Regions from separate parts of the Gossypium arboreum genome. Here region 2 is linked to region 1. A link is a contact called in public Hi-C data. All regions are on one chromosome and are shown on one strand. Each heading gives the region's core, a stretch centred on a gene start, on an enhancer-like site or on the middle of the called end of the contact. The rest is flanking DNA. Distances are from core to core; before and after follow the strand shown. Region 1 holds the start of LOC108459686 (pentatricopeptide repeat-containing protein At3g26782, mitochondrial). Region 2 holds the start of LOC108457945.

What was found. Hi-C and Micro-C count contacts between places; a contact is called where the count stands out from the background.
Region 2: a contact with region 1 is called in a Hi-C map of leaf, with 2.3 times the contacts expected there. The contact joins the promoter of LOC108457945 here to the promoter of LOC108459686 in region 1. A contact is called at or near these places in 2 of 5 Hi-C or Micro-C datasets (both in leaf).

What each region holds. Positions count from the first base shown.
Region 1 is chr4:21,851,329-21,854,374 of ASM2569848v2, forward strand. It overlaps LOC108459686 (pentatricopeptide repeat-containing protein At3g26782, mitochondrial), which reads left to right and starts at 1,577. Exons shown (of 2, transcript XM_017759087.2): 1 at 1,577-2,608; 2 at 2,719-3,046. The coding sequence starts at 1,673.
Region 2 is chr4:22,036,283-22,039,328 of ASM2569848v2, forward strand. It overlaps LOC108457945, which reads right to left and starts at 1,409. Exons shown (of 5, transcript XM_053027392.1): 1 at 1,054-1,409; 2 at 224-322; 3 at 33-141. The coding sequence starts at 1,235.

The DNA of each region.
Region 1 (3,046 bases), core at 327-2,826:
CGTATGGTGTCCATTGAAACTATATGAACATGATAAAAATATTAGTTATATAGGTAATACTAAATACTAAATACGAAACGACTATTTTATTATGTATATATATTTTATTTAATATTTACTTGTGTTTCCAACCATTGGTCTAATAGAAGCAGCATATCTTCAAGAGATGTAGGTATTCCAACATAACTCATCGAATGGTTCCACCTAATTAAATAATTTTTTAGCATACAATTATATTTTAAATCTACGTAATAATTGTAAAATCTAATATAAAATTTACCTTGTTATTGATGAGAATGTATATGGGTGGTTCACTTGAGGACATAAAAATGGAAAGCGAAACCGTGCCCATGATTGTAGTAGTGATAGGCATCCTCCCATTTTGGCTTTATTCAGTAGCGTTGCCCCGCACATCTCCCGGTACAATATTGTTAACATGAAAGACCCTCAACTTAATTCACCTGCTACTCTAAAATCAACGAGTTTCAGCAGACATCTCAGATGTACGCGGTTTTGTGACAATTCCGGCATCAGATAACCTCCAATCATCTCAAGAATGTATACCCAAGCATATCGTATTCTTTCTAATTCATTCAAAATCATTATTCGGCTCTGAAAATGTGTCTCGTAACCAGCCCGTCTCGATCCGACCTCTGTTAATATTATCTAGAATATCACCGAAAAGCTCGTAGCATACGGCCCCCCAATCAGCAGATTGAGCAGCCCCGGTGACTGCTTACCCATCGACCAGCAATCCCAATTGCAATTGCACATCTTCTAGAGTGATAGTACACTCTCCGCATGGAAGATGGAAAGTGTGCGTCTCGGGTCTCCACCTCTCTATCAATGCACTGATTAGTTTCGGGTCCAACTTGCACCCCCGACTTATCGTGGCCACGTACCAAAAATCTGCTTCCTGTGGGTAATTCTCTATCAATGGCGATGGAAAACCAGGCATATTACGATATAGCATTGCAACACCCGATTTACAGACTGTTATAAAAAATTATAAAATAAATATTAATTAAAGTTGCATAAATGAAAAAAAAAATAAATACTATTAAAAAATTAATTAAACTTATCACTTACCATTGTCATTGGATCGACGAAGATGTGTTTCGTATCGAGACGAATTAATTCTCCGGCCATTGCTAACACGATCGAATATTTTTGTAATTTAAAAAATAAAACGAATTCAAAAAAAATTTAAACAAAGCTTTTTTGTAAAAATTAGAGAGAGCTTAACAAAAATTGAGAGAAATTTGAGAGAATTTGGAGAGAATTTAGAGAGAATTGTGAGAGGATTATTGTGTGAAAAAACGAAAGGGGGAGGGGCCTTTTATAGTTTTTTTTATTTGACCGTTAGAGTTCAAACGGTCATGTGACCATTGGGGGCAAAACGCTTCCCTGGGGGAGCGTTTTGCTGACACGTCCCCTGACTTTGCGTTGATGTGGACGCGCTTTCGGGGAAAATGACATTTTTCGGTAAATAATCAAAGAATCGGGCTATTTCAGTAAATAATAATATAAAAGGGCTTTTTTTAGTAAATTGTCCATATGTTATGGATGCAGCTTGAATTTTCCCCACAATACGTCAAAACAGTAAGTATATAACATACAGGAAAGCAGCACTCCACTGGCAACTTGAATTCAAACCCAAAGCTGAAAGCCAATGAAGATTGTAAATCCAAGTTCAGCATTCACCAAAACTGCTTTGAAAAGTCACTTCTCAACGAACTCCAACCTCACAATATGGTTCAACAAATACTTAGACAAATCCAGCGTCTTCTCTTGGAACTCAATCATCGCCGACTTAGCTCGCGCTGGCGACTCTACCCAAGCTCTCAAAGCCTTCCATTCAATGCGCAAGCTTTCTCTTAAACCGAACCGATCCACTTTCCCTTGCACTATCAAGGCTTGCTCCGCTTTGCTTGATCTTTATTCCGGAAAACAAACCCATCAACAAGCTTTAATCTTTGGCTATCACTCTGACCTCTTTGTATCCTCAGCTCTCATTGATATGTACTCAAAATGTGGCCAACTCAGAGATGCCCGAATCTTATTTGATCAAATTCCTCAACCAAATATCGTGTCTTGGACTTCTATGATTACAGGATATGTCCAGAACAATAATCCCTGTCAAGCTTTGTTGCTTTTCAAGGAATTGTTGATTCAGGAAAGTGAAAATGATAGAGATGTTGCAAACGAACCCGTTTTTATTGATTCAGTAGCTATTGTTTCTGTCCTTTCGGCTTGTTCTCGTGTTCCTATAAAAGGAGCAAGTGAAGGGGTTCATGGAATGGTCATAAAGAAGGGTTTTGATGGAGAAGTGGGTGTTGGAAATACATTGCTGGATGCATATGCTAAAAGAGGGGATGTGGCTCTGTCTAGGAAAGTGTTTGATGCGATGGTTGAGAAGGATGAGGTTTCTTGGAATTCTATGATTTCTGTTTATGCACAAAATGGATTGTCTAATGAGGCTTTGGAGGCTTTCTATGGGATGGTAAGGGATAATAATGTCAATTACAATGTCATTACACTTTCTTCTGTGCTGTTAGCTTGTGCTCATTCTGGTGCTTTGCAAGTCGGCAAGTGTGTGCATGACCAGGTACTATTACAGTTTCTTTACTTTCCCTAATATAATTAATCTCTTGGTAGAATTATTTTGTGAAGTGTCAAGTCTTTAATGGGGTCTAGGATTTGTGCTTTTCTACGTAGGTTATAAAGATGGATTTGGAGAATACTGTGATAGTGGGAACCTGCATTATTGACATGTATTGCAAATGCGGGAAAGTTGAAATGGCAAGGAAGGTATTTAATTGTATGAGAGAGAAGAATGTTAGGTCATGGACTGCCCTGATTGCTGGTTATGGAATGCATGGCCGTGCCAAAGAAGCTTTGGAGGTCTTCTACAAGATGATAAGTGATAGGGTCACACCAAATTACATAACTTTCGTGTCAGTTCTTGCAGCTTGTAGCCATGCAGGTCTGCTACAAGAGGGTTGGGATTGTTTTAATGCAATGAAAGAAGAATTCAAAGTAGAAC
Region 2 (3,046 bases), core at 159-2,658, 180 kb after region 1:
TAAGGAAAATACACTCAGTTTTGATCTCAAACCTGCAAAGCAGCCTTTGTGGGAATGCGGAAAGTAATTACTGCCGGGGCACCATAGAACATTCCTTGCTTTTTGGCCTCTAGTTCAAATGAATGAGATAGAAGACCACCACTGCAGATAGCAAAGTTCTGCATTTTTATTAATCCAATCTAGGAAAAACATATTAATAGAATTAAACAAAAGCAAAACTCACGCATCAAGTCTTTCCCATGACCGTGAAGTGTTGCCACTGACAATATCAAACATATCTTGAGGCCAGCTATCATCGAGGAGACTCACATCATATGCTGTCCTGAATCATTTTTTTCCCCAGAAAGATTGTTCCTCAAGTAAGATAATATCCCGAAAACACAGAAGTGCAAGACAAATCTAGAAAAATTCACTTGTGAATTCGAAAAAACATCAAAAGAGGAAGAAATATACAAGGCTTCATACTACCACTGTAGAAGTTTCCAAAAATTTCAGCAATATTATTCAAGCATTATATTGGATCGTATAGAAAAACCAATCTCCAATTAGAATTGATGATCAAAGAGGTTAGATCAGGCTTTACATGAATAATAAGAAGAAGAATAATTGAAAAACCATGAAATATGCAAAACCTTAGAGCAGAGAAAGTTATAAGCAAAAGAAAAAAAAGAAAAAAGCGTGCATATGTATATTCTCTAATCGCAAGGTTAAAAAGGAATGAAATTCCTATTAAAAGGATCGGATTTACAATTTCATTCCATTTCTCTCAGATCCAAATAACTGAAGAAAAAAAATGAAATTCGCTTCAAATCCACATATTTTCTCTTGAATCACCTCAAAAGAAAATGTGATCACTCTCATATTCAAATCAGCTACTTATCACGCAAAGCTTAAAAAGGAAATCGAAAGCTAAATAAAATAAAAATAAAAAACAGCTCGAATTCAACTCAAAATTGAGGATGGATTCAAAATTTAGAAATTTCATCTCGAAGGAAAAATCATAGCTAAATCTGGATTGAAGTAAAGGGAAAGAAAAAGGAAAGAGAAACGCACGAGAAGCCTTGGTTGTAGATGTCGATGGAGACAGAAACGCGTTCTGAACCTGATTTGAGTCTGGTCAACGATGCCTTCTTGTGAGCGACGATGAAAGGGGCATCGCCTGTGGCGGTGGCTACTGATGCAAAGAAAATAAGAATCAATGCCTTCATCAGCGAATTTCTGATAAGCCTTGCCATAAGTGTGGCGTAGCTGATTTTTCTTTCTCCTGGTCTTTTAATTAGAATTTGAAATGGTGCTGAAGCGTTGAATAAACAAACAATGAGTAGGGTTCATGATATTGATATCGAGCTTACCAGGGACAACAAATCTGGTTCCTCTGGCGTACGTCACGACGTCGTTTCCCGTTTCATGATATTGAGTTGATCTTTTCAGTACTGTTTTATTTATTTTATTTCATTTACATTATATTTTATTTTACATGATATACTGTTATAAGTAGGATTTAAATATTAACATGCACTTTTTTTTTACAATAAAATCTAAAATATAGATAATAAATTACATAAGGTATTAATAAAGATTAAATAATATTTATATTCACAAATATAAAATTTTAGCAGTTTATTGTAATTATTATTTATAGTTTTAAAACTATTTTAATTTACATATTAATTCATCATTTACTTAATGCATTAAATAAAAAATGTTATTAATAAAATATTATTAAAGAACAAGTACAACCAATCGATTCATTCCACCTCCTACCGCCTTTGCTAAGCAATCAACAACCTTGTTACTTTCCTTTAAGACATGCTGAAGCTTAACTTGCCATTCTCTATTACACCACTCATGAACCAGTCAGACTTCCATTGTATTATTGTTTGCTACAAAGCCATTTATAATAATATCAATAAATAGGGTATTGTCACTTTCCACCTCAACCTGCTTGAAACCCCTCATCCATGTTAGCTTCAAGCCTTCTAGGATATCTTGAGTTTCGATTTTTAAGCTATCAGCCACACCAACCACCCTCCGCTTGGTCCTCTGAATGCTGCTCCTATTGCCACCCTTGGTCTGCTTGTCAACATCAAGCCATCAATATTAATCATGACCTATCCCAGCTTAGGCCTTTGCCAACTATTTTTTTTCCTTTACTTGCATAACATTTGCTCCATATTGCCATTGTTTCCGAACGATCTTGCCCATGTCATAGCCGAAGCTATTAAATTCTAATTACTCTCGCTAGCATTGTTTAAGATAAAGTCATTATGGTTTTTCCAAAAGAACTAAGAGACTATTGCAAAAAATGTTGACCATTCGCCTTTATGAATTTTAATTCCTCTTTATTCGTGATATTCCAGTGAATCCATCTCTCAAGTGTTGAACTAAAGAAAAATTTCCAATTTTGCCTAGGAATCATTGTTTTCCAAATAGACTGAATAAAATCGTAGTCCCTCACCACATGAATTGTCGTTTCCACAGACCAACCATATTGTTTGCAAAAAGGAGTCAATGTCATACCTCTCCTTATACGTTCCTCGTTAGTTAAAAGTCTATTTCGAATAAACAGCCATAGAAAAAATCACACCTTTTGAGGCGCCACAGCTCTCTAAATTAATCTATCATACCCAAACTCCTTGGTCCATTAGTCCTAAAAAGATACTTATATGTTTTTGCAAAGGAGAACTTCCTTGACGACATCCACTGCCAAGAGATTTAATTAGAACCTAACTCCTTCAAAATTGTGTTGCAAGGACATATTCGGACAATAATATCTCTTGGTAGCATCGTAGATAACCATTCTGTATTCTATTCTCCTTCTAATGTCACTAGGTCACACACGCAAAGAGTTTCATCCAGGGGTTCATTACCAATATACTGTAGCTTTAACGGCCCCGAATCCCTTAACCAAGTATCATTCCAAAAATTTACCAAGCTACTATCATGGATAGTCCAAATGACGCCCTGTTTAACCTCATTCAAAACACTCGTAATTGATGGCCATATGAATGAACAGTTGCTTCAACATATACCCTTCGGGATGATT